Regions from separate parts of the Bactrocera dorsalis genome. Here region 2 is linked to region 1. Evidence: chromatin contacts called from public Hi-C data. All regions are on one chromosome and are shown on one strand. Each heading gives the region's core, a stretch centred on a gene start, on an enhancer-like site or on the middle of the called end of the contact. The rest is flanking DNA. Distances are from core to core; before and after follow the strand shown. Region 1 overlaps LOC105225895 (serine/threonine-protein kinase S6KL). Region 2 holds the start of LOC105225892 (derlin-2).

Region 1 (5,361 bases), core at 2,017-4,516:
CCATTAAGGGAGTTCTGCATTGACCGAAACAAATGGTAGTCCGATGGTGCAAAGTCAGAGCTATATGGTGGATGCATCAAAACTTCCCAGCCAAGCTCGCACAGTTTTTGCCGAGTCATCAAAGATGTGTGAGGTCTAGCGTTGTCCTGATGGAAGACGAAGCCCTTTCTGTTGATCAGTTCTGACCGTTTTGTTTTTTGATTGCTTGCTTCAATCTCATCAGTTGTTGACAGTAAAATGTAGAATCAATCGTTCGACCAGACTGGAGCAGCTCATAGTGGATGATTCCTTTCTAATCCCACTAAACACTCAGCATAACCTTTAAATAATTAATTTTATGAAGCTTAAAGTCGCACCTTTCCAACACTATATGGTATGACAGAATGTGATTGGTAGCACTGGAGATATTCGTCTGCAACTATATCTATTGACAAAATACGAAAATACTTTTTTGACTACCCAATATATTCTCGAAAATATTGCATTAGTGAAATGTTTAATCTTCCCTTAAGTTCAACAAGTGTTTATAAAACTAATTGAGTCACGTATTTTCAATAGAAACTTTGAATGTGCGATCAAATGTCAACTGATAATAATACCGAACTTTGAGTTCATTTTTTTGAAAAAAAACATATAAATATTTGGCGTGCAGAGCTGCGCTACAAACATAATAGAGTATAGATAATCAGTTTTTTCAACTTACATATAAATATATAGCGGAATATAGGTATGGAATATATATATGTATAAAGGAATGCAGTTTAATTGTTTGTGTGACACCCTCAGATAACAAAAAAATGTTTGCCGATTTCGATATTTAAAGCAACTTGGGTCTTATTTTAAACCCACGTTACTTTAAATATCGATCTTGGAAAAAGAGGTTGGCTTGTAAGCGAGTCTCAAAAAATCATTCAACTACGATAAAATCTTTCTAATTATATCCAAAAACACTTGTAACATTTTAACTACAAAAAATATGATTAATTTTATTTGTTGGTAGCATTTTGAGACGTTTCGGTAGTGATTGTTTGAAAATTCTTTAATATTTTTGATATGAAAATACTGAATTTTAAGTCGCTTACCAATAACCAAGTTTACTGAACTCGGTAAAGCGGTGAACTCCAATTGTTGCCTTACAAGCAGTAAAGTGAGTAATCTTTTAACGCTTGTTTTCAAAAGAACGCAGCTTAACTCGACGAAAGCCTTAGTTATAAGTTGAGGTTAGGTTGTAAAACCGCTGCATTCACTTCAAGTATAATCAAAGCAGAATATGACAATTGTTATCACTTACTCATATTCGTTGTTTGCTGATCAAATTATGAGCCTTTAGAGTATACGTAAACAATTAGATCATGTGATATAAATGGAACCGTCGCAGTGAAGTATAAATAAATAAGAATGGGTATGCGGTTTCGCCAGGCGAACAATGAGTAATCAAAACAACTAACTCATTTTATTTATTTACAATCTGCGACAATTAGCAACTCAAAAAGTAAGGTGTTGAATTGCAATAACTGAATTTAAGCGAAATGTGCAAGATTGTTTGCGTACCACCCACTCTCAAAGACGTCAGTTGAGTGTCATTTATAATTTCACATTCAATACAATGTAACGAAAGCTTTATTTACTAAAATCATGTATTCCCAGACATATAAATACATCCACGAATATAATGCCCGCGCCACTTAGCATCTACAATTAGCACTTACGCTGATGGGAGGAATGCTCCAGAATTATTTGTGAGCTTTTGCAAGGTAGGCGCGTTTAGCCCCCCAACCCGCTGTACGTTGAACTTGCTTATTGAATTTAGTGGTCACGGCGTTCACGCGTCCATATGATTCTCGCCTACCGCGGCCATGTGCGGCCAGCACAATGGATGCTTCGAGATTACACATGCCGGCCTACAGTTGCGCCATCGTCGTTGATTAAATTGCAAGCTTCCGTCATTTGGAGAGCGGCGCAGACAATTCAATCAAATTAAGCAGATGTACAGAGCGCAGGGCTGTTGTACAAGTCGAAATCTGTCCACTGATTTACAAATAGATCTTGTTAAAAATACAAATACGTGGCGGTCTATAGAAATGTGTGGAATATGTGTGTAAAAATACTTTGTGCAAATTCAATTGTTAGGAATTCCGCTTGTGTAATCAACATTGTATGAATTTGTGCCGCATTAATATGACCTTTCCAATTGACCAAGCCCTAGAGAGGCGCCATTTCATTTCCACTTAGGCTAGGCATAATTAAATTATACACACAGTGCAAATAAAATTAGTTTGCAGCTTAATTAAGTGGTTATGTAATAATAATTTTTCGTTTTTTGTCTTTTGTCTATTGCAGTATGAAGTTCCAATTAGTCATTCTCTCCGCCCTGCTCGTCAGCGCATTCGCTTTACCCGTACCCGATGAGGAAGTGTCACCGGTAGTACAGGCGGTGCCACAAGTTCAAGAGAAGTCCGTTGAAGTACAAAAGGTCAATGAGAAGGTTGCCGATGTGGTCAAGCCAGTCGAGGCACGTGCTGCTGAACTTCCCGCCGCCGCTGCAGCAGCGCCGGCCCTAGCCACCGAGGAGAAGAAGGACCTAAAACCCGCCGAACTCCCATTGAACGCTCCCGATGCCGAAGTCAGTCAGAGTTTGCTTGCCGAGAAGAAGGAAGAGAAGAAGGATAAACAGACACGCGCTGATGACAAAGTAGAGGAAACTAAAGCCCTACCTGTTGCTGCTGCCGCCGCCGCACCTGCTGCCGGTCTCGCTGAGGAGCCCAAGCAAGCTGAGGAAGCCCTTGTAGCTGCTGAGGAGAAAACTAATATTGAAGGCAAATCCACCATTATTGCTGAAGCCGCACCAGCCGAACAGAAGAAGGATGAACTCTCTGCCGCTGAGGAAACACCTGTGGTGAAAACTGATTCCGCTCTTGCCGCCACTGCTGATATTGCTCCTGCTGCTACTGAACTTAAGAAGGAGGAAACTCCAGCACGTCAAGAACGCGTTGGCGAAGCTGTAAATGAGGTTGATGCCAACGTTGTGCCTGCTGCTTCCGTTGTTGCTGAAGTAGCGCCAGCAGTAAAGAGTTTGTTAGCTGAAGAAGCCGCCCCTGCTGCTGCCCCCGTTGCCGCTACACCCGTTCTCACCACCGATGCTGCACTTGAACAGCCTGCCGAGCCTGAGAAACAACTACCAGAAGCACCCAAAGAGCTGCTCAAATCGGCTGCATCCGAACCAATTGCTGAGAAGGTCGAACCAGCGGCGCTAGCACCAGCCGGTGATATTCCACTACAAGCCAGCGAAGAGAGCGCAGCCAAGGCCTTGAAGGTTGAGGAACCAGCACAAGCAGCTCCAGTTGCCGCTGCTGCCGCACCAGAAGCTAAGAAAATTGAAGAACCCGCCGCCGCTGCTCCCGCACCAGCTGAGCTACCACAGCAACAACAGAAAGAACTCACACCAGAGGTAAAGGAAAGTGAACCCAAGACATTGGAGGAGAAGAAACCTGCTGCCGAGGCTGAGAAATTGAGTGAGAGCAAGAAATCTAAAGACTCCAACTCGTCATCCAATTCGTCTGAATCCGAATCTAAGGAAAGCAGCGAATCCAAGGAGGAGAAATCTGACTAGAAGTCTATATGCATCCGATCGAATACCTCCTTTCACAAAAAAAAAACAGCAAAAATTCAAAAACAAAAACAACAATTTGACCACACTTCAAACAGCAAACAATTGGGTATGAAGTTCTGCAAAAACACAAACTGACCGATGTTACGTGGTCACAAACTCAACGCTCTTAATAATATATAGTTAGTTATTTTTAGTTGTAAAAACTATTTAGAAAGAAACGAAATCAACAAAACGGACAAAACGAGGGACCGAAAGAATTAATATTTGCAAGATAAAGGCAATGAACCATTCGTATGACGTAGGCAGTGTAAAGAGAACCATGAAAGTTATTATGAAACAGTATACAAGAAAGTGTGCCGATAACGGTCGGGAGAATTGAAACAAGTGCTTTGTAGATTGCAACATCAACCGCCATGACAGTCTAGTTCTCACCACACAGAGAGCCAGAGGTCTTCTACTTCTAATTACCGAGCATTGGAATACACTCGCTGCACTTGAGCGGAAACAAACAAGGACAAACCAAGTAGATGGCATACAAGCAATAATACTTACACAAGTAATTATGATATATCATAAATTATATACATAAAACAAAAGTAATTTAAGCTTAATTAAATTAAAAAAATACAAGTAAATCCACAAAATGCTGTAAGGTGAAGTTCAAACGAGGGAATATTTAATTTTAATATATATGAGTATGTACGAGTAATTATTGCCGATGGATATAAGAGGAACGCAATCATTACGAAAGATGCACAACTACTTTTAAGTTCTAGAACCACTACGTAACGGTAGACGGGTAGACCCACAATGTATTTGTAGCTTTTAATCTAAGCAGTCCACAATTGAAAAAGCTCGACATCAGTAACGTCCGCCTTGAAAGCAAAAGCAAAAAAGCAACAAATGCAGCCCGCACAATAAAACGATAGATATTATTTTAATGCATTCGAAGACAAAGCAAAAGCAAAAGCAAACACCAACCTACGTTAGATAATACCTACATACCATGGACCAATTACGTTTAATTTTATAAATTATATGTATGCGTATGCTTAATGTTTATGAAAACTCTGCTGGCACTTGCAATTCAAGTTTTTTAGGTCTCTGAGCGATCCATGCGCATTTATGGCTGCTGTGACTTTCAATTACATTTCGATCGCATACGCATTTTAGTAATTGAAATGCAGTTGAGTGGCGCACAATGCGTGTGCGCGTGGATACGAACAAATTACGATGATTACATAACACCTATATACCATACATGCATATGAACAAAATGTATTTGTACGATTTTTATATAGACTGACAATTTTTGGATAAAAAATAAAAAATAATAAAAAATACGAATTGGTCTTTTAATCAATTTCCAACACTTCTCTCACTTTAGCAATGTGTTGCAAAGAGAGTACGTATAATAGTTCACGTAACGGTTGTTTGTAGGAGCATAACATAATGCAGCTAGACATAAAACGGTACATGTAAGTATATGAAAATATGCACAAACACGATAAGTATTTATGCACATATGACTGTCTGCCTAGGTAATGGATAGCTTTGAAAACACTTTGAGATATCTTAATGAAGACCTGAAAGCAACTTCATTGGAGCTCTAGATAGATTCGCGTCCAAAAAGACTTAATAGTTGGAGCTCTGTCATGTCCATAAAATAACAAAGGATATGGAATGAAAGAGGAAATGTGGTAATGACAATGTAAAATCCAGGAGAAAAGTGCGATCTGTCAATACGAGTA
Region 2 (6,048 bases), core at 2,621-5,120, 42 kb before region 1:
GTGTATATACATTCATACAATTTGTATTTGAAAATTTCTTATGCACTCTGTTCTGTTTTAATGCTGTACATTCTATAAATATAATAGCGTATACTTTTTTATTTCCTTTTAGGTGGTAAACCTGACGATATAACTGTGGTACTCGCAACTGTAGCAATGTGAAATTAAGTTAATTTTAGTTTAAATTTGTTAAACGTGTAAATCTTCTCGTTTTTTTTGCGCCTTTTAAAGGTTGGCGCTGTGCAGCGGAGCTGCGTTTGTGCTGTGCTTTTGCTGTCGACAGATCTCACAGTCACGTGTGGTGGAATAAGAGATCTGGCAGGCAGTCGCATGTTTGGTCAGTGTCAGTGTCAGTGTCAGGAACTATATTGTGACACATTTGCACGTATGTGATCCACTTCCTATTACAATAACAACAAAAACAAAAAAAACATGAAAATCTGCGATGCTAAATTATTATTACTACTAATTTTACCTCTACTCGTATGGCTTAATGATAAGTTATCTATTTTTAGTTTAGTTCATTTGTGAATATTCGTGTGCGAGTTTTTTTTATAGTTTTATCAATTCCTTAGTGCTTATTTCGCTATTAAGTGTAAACAGTTTTAACAAGAACTACATTACAGTGTTATTGTACGGCTTAGCTATGATAAATCTTAAATTAACGCGATCTTAAACTTCTCTCATTGATATGAAAATTTTATGAGAGAGAGATAAACGAAATTTACACTTTTGTGCTAATATTTATATAATTTAAATTATGTATATTTGTTGTATATGTAGGTCTGTTACGTCATTAGGCATATAGTTTGTATCCAATAATGAGACGTCCTTATCGTCAACAAACAATGTATACCCACAGAACAAATAAATTATACTTAATTAATCATAAATAGAAATTCAAAATATTATAAAAATCATGGATTTGCACTTTCAAATATTTTATTATATACATATATAACTTGATGCTGTAACAAAATGTAAATCTCAACAATAGACTTCACCAACTCATTGTATTGTGATGTGGATTCAGTGAACGGACCAAATATTTTCAAAATGTATCATCCATAATACGTTTTACATATATTTGAATTACATACGATAATATACAATTGAACGAAATAACCGAAGTATTTAAGAGCTAATGCTGATAAATTATTGTGTAGTTGTAGGATGTTACTGAAGCGAATGCATAATTGAATGAAAAAATATATTGATTACTAAATTCGAAATTGTAGTTAAATAAAAAAAAATTTGGACTGAAAATGAAATGAAAATAAAACACACAACTTGAAATAATAATATATAGTGTTTGCTTAATTCGAATTATCACTGCGTATATACAATAAAAAAACAGTAAAATATCGAAAGTTCGAAAATTACATAACCTTCAGACTAATCAAGGCTTAATATATATATTTCGTAAGATCTATCTTTGAAAACCGGGAGGCAAATTTGGCTTACAAAAACAAATCAAATTTTGAAATAACGTTAACCAGTACTTTCTGCGACCACGTGTACTACAAGCTAGTAAAGTCATATATCCAGATATTTATAAAATAACTCGTATTGAAAGAACCAAAAGATTCAAACTGACTTAATACTGCATTATACAACTATGAAAATAGATATAATTAAATTAAATGAAATCATAAACGCAATAAAGATACAAACAATTAGGCGAAATAAAAGTTTAGTGTTTTGCATTTTATAGGTAATCATTTTCAATTTTTATTTATAGGTAAAGCGAAATTCCTGCTAATATGAAAGTATTTAATTTTACACATACTGCTTCGTGCTCTAGTAAATTGAAGCGACATCAATTTCGTAAATTAAACCTGACAAATTGTCAATCTCTAGGAGCACTATTCTACACACTAAATACAACTAGGGCTTTCATTTTTATGTCTCAGAGTACATAAATACATTCTTATAAACAGATTTTTAATTTCTTTTTAGAAAATTATTAATAAAGGTATAAAATCCAAACAAACTGATTTTTAATGAATTGTCTCTTCAAAAATAAAGAAAACTAGAAGCGACATGAACATGGTGAATGATATTGATAATTTCGATTTATATTTTTAAACAGTTGATTTATTTATTGCCTTTTCACTATTTATTTACTTTTTAAATGTATATATGTATGTGCTAAGACATTTCTGCTATCCCCATTTGTTTTTTTCTTGAATGAAATATGTGTGCAATTGTCTCAGTACGTTGGATGGTAGAGGTACAAAAACAAAGTAGTTTAATTTTATCGTTGGTTAACATCGTTGGCATCACCTGCGCCGGCAGCGGCGCCGGCGTCCGCTACCTGTGCGCCTACATTTTCTGCTTCATCGGCACCCCAATGGTAACCGCCCGGTCGATCGCCTACCCATGGAGGAATGTTGTTTTCAATATGCTCGTTAAAAAGAACTTTCCTATAAATTAAATATATTATACATATATAGTTAAAATTACTTTTTGTATACGAAATAATGAATAACATACAGAAAATGCGGGGTTTTAAGGATTCTGTAACCGTTCGCTTGAAATGGGAACACATCCTCCAGGAAATAATAAATATGACCCACGCCCATTCCAACTACATCAACCCAAATAGTGTTTCCCAGTATCATTGTACAACACATTAGGACCCATGGCAAGTAAGGCGCCTGAAAGCGGAATATATTATTTTAAATCCTCTTTATCAATCAATTTATAGATAAGCATATATAAAAAAATTTATGTCGCAAAGGCACTTGCGTTGTTAAGTACTTTGCATTTTTGATTTTTCTTTTATTTAATTGAATTTACTTACTTGAAAGTTTAGTACGCCAAAGAAACTCATACGCACAAAAGGATTTCGTCGGGACCACACATAAACCAACATTAATGTGAACGCTTGTCCCAGAAACAGTAAGTTCACGAAGAGACCGAAGAAGATCATTAATCCACCACCGAAGAGAAACATCATGACGAAATCTGCTGTGCGATCGCGGAAGAAGCTCTCTTCCAGCATCCGGCAATAACTTGAATGTGAGCGTAAATGTATTTACATACAATACGAAAATTAGAATCGTAAAATTTACAAACATACCGATATGTGAAAACCATATTAAAAAAGAAACTTATGCCCACTGAACCGAAGAATAGGAATGTTGTGGCAAGTCGCCAAACTTGTAGTTTCCAAAGTATGAGCGTAGGATTGAAATATAGTTGTAGTGGAGACACCAGATCCAAATGCTAAAAATTGACGGTTGTTATATGGAATCACTAAATATATATATTATCACAAATTTACCACAGCTACAGTCGTCAGTACACATGCTGTTGTATATATGCGAGTCACGGTCGGTATTTCCATATAGAATCTAACCAATGATTGAAATGCCATATCGACTATAGCTTTTGCTAGTTACTCCGGCTCCGTAAAAATCGTTCAACTTATAATAGTGCTAAGAAATAGTAAATGAAGATGACACCAGTTGCAGTTGTTAGTATTCCCTCGCTGGTGTTACTTCAATTTAAGTGTTTTTATTATGGCGTTTCTGATTTTCGTACTATTGTATTATAACGATTGCTTTCGTTGCAAAGGTCAAAGCTTGGCTTATTGGCGCTAAGCAATTCCAGCGGCTACACTTCTATTCCAAACTAAATATGCACCAAATAAAGGCAACGCCTGCGCCAGCGCCAGGAAATCGCTAACATTCGCTTCCTGCTGCTGTGCCTTGCTATCAGTCTAATCTGTTTTGTGACGTGTATTTTTGGGTACAATTTTTAATTATAACCACTATCGCACCTAATGTAGCTCATTTGCAAACAGAATAAGCGAAAATGAAAACATCGTCGGCCGCACAACGAAAAAAAAACTTACGTTGACATTTGCTTTTGCAGTGTATTTTGTATATTTTTTTAATGATGTCAGATTTTACTTTGCAGCTGACATTCGAACAGTGGATTGTTGTTGAGACATTTGTGAGGAATTTTTCAAGTCATATTGTGATCATATTGCACACATCCGGCAAATAATGCAAATTTTACTCTAATGAATTGTATCCTGCGCTAATGGCGTTGGACTTTCTTTACATACATACAACATACTTATGAAATTAACAATAAACGTCTCCCCACAAAATCAAAGAGAAAATCCAACTTCTCAATTACTGGCTTAACTTTTGTTTAAAGATTTTCGTTCTCTGGTTAGGGTTTAGATATGACAAATTCGTATAAACTGCGTTACCGTCATTTGGCTAATAACGTAGTGCAATTATTATTTTTAAATGACAGTATTTACGCGGAAATTATTAGAGAAATATTTTAATGCAAAAAGTCAGCCAAGAGTTTTATTGGAGCATCGAGCGTATATAAAGCATTTTTCATATTTGTCAAAAACTCTTAGTTATGTTAATGTTTGGAGCTTTCTCAATTAATAACTACTATTGACGGTTTATTTAAATATATTTATAGTATATGACACATATTGGAAAAATAAAGGCGTTAATACATTTTAGATCTCCTTAGGTTTTCTTATACGAATCTTTCTATTCGATACATGGTAAAAACTCATGTGTACGTTTTAATTTGAACTTAGAAGTTGTACATTAATTTGCATGATAGTTAGAATTTGTAAAATTGTTTTTCTGCCCAAGAGTTGTCATCTTCTGGGTCTTGTGTGAAGGCAGCAATATCATCAGGACTTATCATATCAATAGGACGGAGCTGAAAGAAAAAGTTATAATGTTTATTTGGTATTTCCAGTAAATTATGTATGTATTTATCATCAACTTACATTGAGCAAATATTCGGAATAAATTTTGAAATTCTTGTAAAGTGCAATTTTTTGTAGTGACAAAACTGAACGCAAACGCTGTTTTGGCTCGACTTCTAACAGCCTCTTTAGTACATCCTTAGCCTCGTGTGGAAGTTCTTCAATTTCGGGTGGCAGAAAGTTTTGTGTAGCAATTATTTGTGGTTTCCGCCCATTCACAACGGTTTCCGGGGCTGTAATACTAACGTCCTGCTTTGAAATTGATGTTGTTGGAAGTGTGACACGATCAACACTATCCCTTTTTGAATAGGCTGCAGGCAGGGCAATTTCCAAGAATGTTCGAATATCAGGGCTCTATAAAAATAAGCAAGTACAAATGTATATAAAAATATATGGCATATCATTGAGCAAATTTGTTTAGATAGTAGATCAAAATTGATAATTCACTTAATTTTTAATAATTTAAAATTCGTTTCTTATTCGCAAAACAATAAGAAACCTTAATCTTAATATTTAAATCAGAGTTGTAGCTACTTGAATTAGCACACTTCAAGATTTATCTCTCACTAAATCGTAAAAAATCGTCAGGAGAAATTTTAAAATAATAAAAATGTTAATTTCGCCTACACGGAAGCTATAATACCCTGCACAGCTGCATTTTTATATAGCTTAAAGGATGTAAACAGATTTTCTTCTCGATCTTGATCAGTCAACTTGAATGACAGCCCTATGCTACATATTAACGCAAGTATATTTGCCAACATTTCCTTCTGATGTAACAAACTTCCTGCAAACTTAATTTATACTATTTGGGGTATAAAAATATAAGCAAGAGAAATACGTATAACACGAGTAGCTATAAAAACGACGATAAAAATAATAAAAATAAAGGCGTGCGATATTTACGCGTCGCAAATGTGAATCATTCGAATAGTAAAAGTCACGCTTTGTTATAAATAATTTAAAACCCTACCTTATGTTTATATATGAATGTGTGTTTATGCGGGGAAAGGTGTGCGGAGTCTGGTTTATGATCAAGCTAAGGTTAATCGCAACAATTTGCATACACATACGTACACACATACATATGTACAATAATAATACATAAAACGTATACGATATGTACGTACATACGTATTTAACGCTTTTGGCGGCTGCTAGCTGGCGTTATTTGCGCTAGTGATAATGCATGCAAATTAAGTTGAATTAACGCTTGTCGGACGCCAACCAAATTAGTAATTTCTGCTTAAACATTTCATTTACATACATTTATACGTTCTATTGGCTCTCTA

What was found. A called contact is a pair of places that touch in the nucleus more often than the background predicts.
Region 2: a Hi-C map of whole body shows a contact between it and region 1, with 4 times the contacts expected there. The contact joins the promoter of LOC105225892 here to the enhancer-like site in region 1. A contact is called at or near these places in 2 of 2 Hi-C or Micro-C datasets (both in whole body).

What each region holds. Positions count from the first base shown.
Region 1 is chr4:69,142,231-69,147,591 of ASM2337382v1, reverse strand. The region is part of intron 7 of LOC105225895 (serine/threonine-protein kinase S6KL); the gene reads right to left. LOC105225894 reads left to right here. Exons shown (of 2, transcript XM_011204568.4): 2 at 2,341-4,953. The coding sequence starts at 2,342. The coding sequence ends at 3,610. Among protein-coding and RNA genes, the nearest start is that of LOC105225894, 11 kb to the left of the region's middle. Within about 2 kb of position 3,266, the one cell type or tissue checked has open chromatin away from gene starts, as enhancers often do.
Region 2 is chr4:69,184,500-69,190,547 of ASM2337382v1, reverse strand. It overlaps LOC105225892 (derlin-2), which reads right to left and starts at 3,870. Exons shown (of 5, transcript XM_011204566.4): 1 at 3,290-3,870; 2 at 3,086-3,231; 3 at 2,807-3,017; 4 at 2,497-2,660; 5 at 2,058-2,426. The coding sequence starts at 3,382. The coding sequence ends at 2,258. It overlaps LOC105225895 (serine/threonine-protein kinase S6KL), which reads right to left. Exons shown (of 9, transcript XM_011204570.4): 8 at 4,778-5,110; 9 at 4,428-4,707. The coding sequence ends at 4,606. LOC105225889 (protein phosphatase PTC7 homolog) reads left to right here. Exons shown (of 5, transcript XM_011204560.4): 5 at 113-1,302. The coding sequence ends at 162.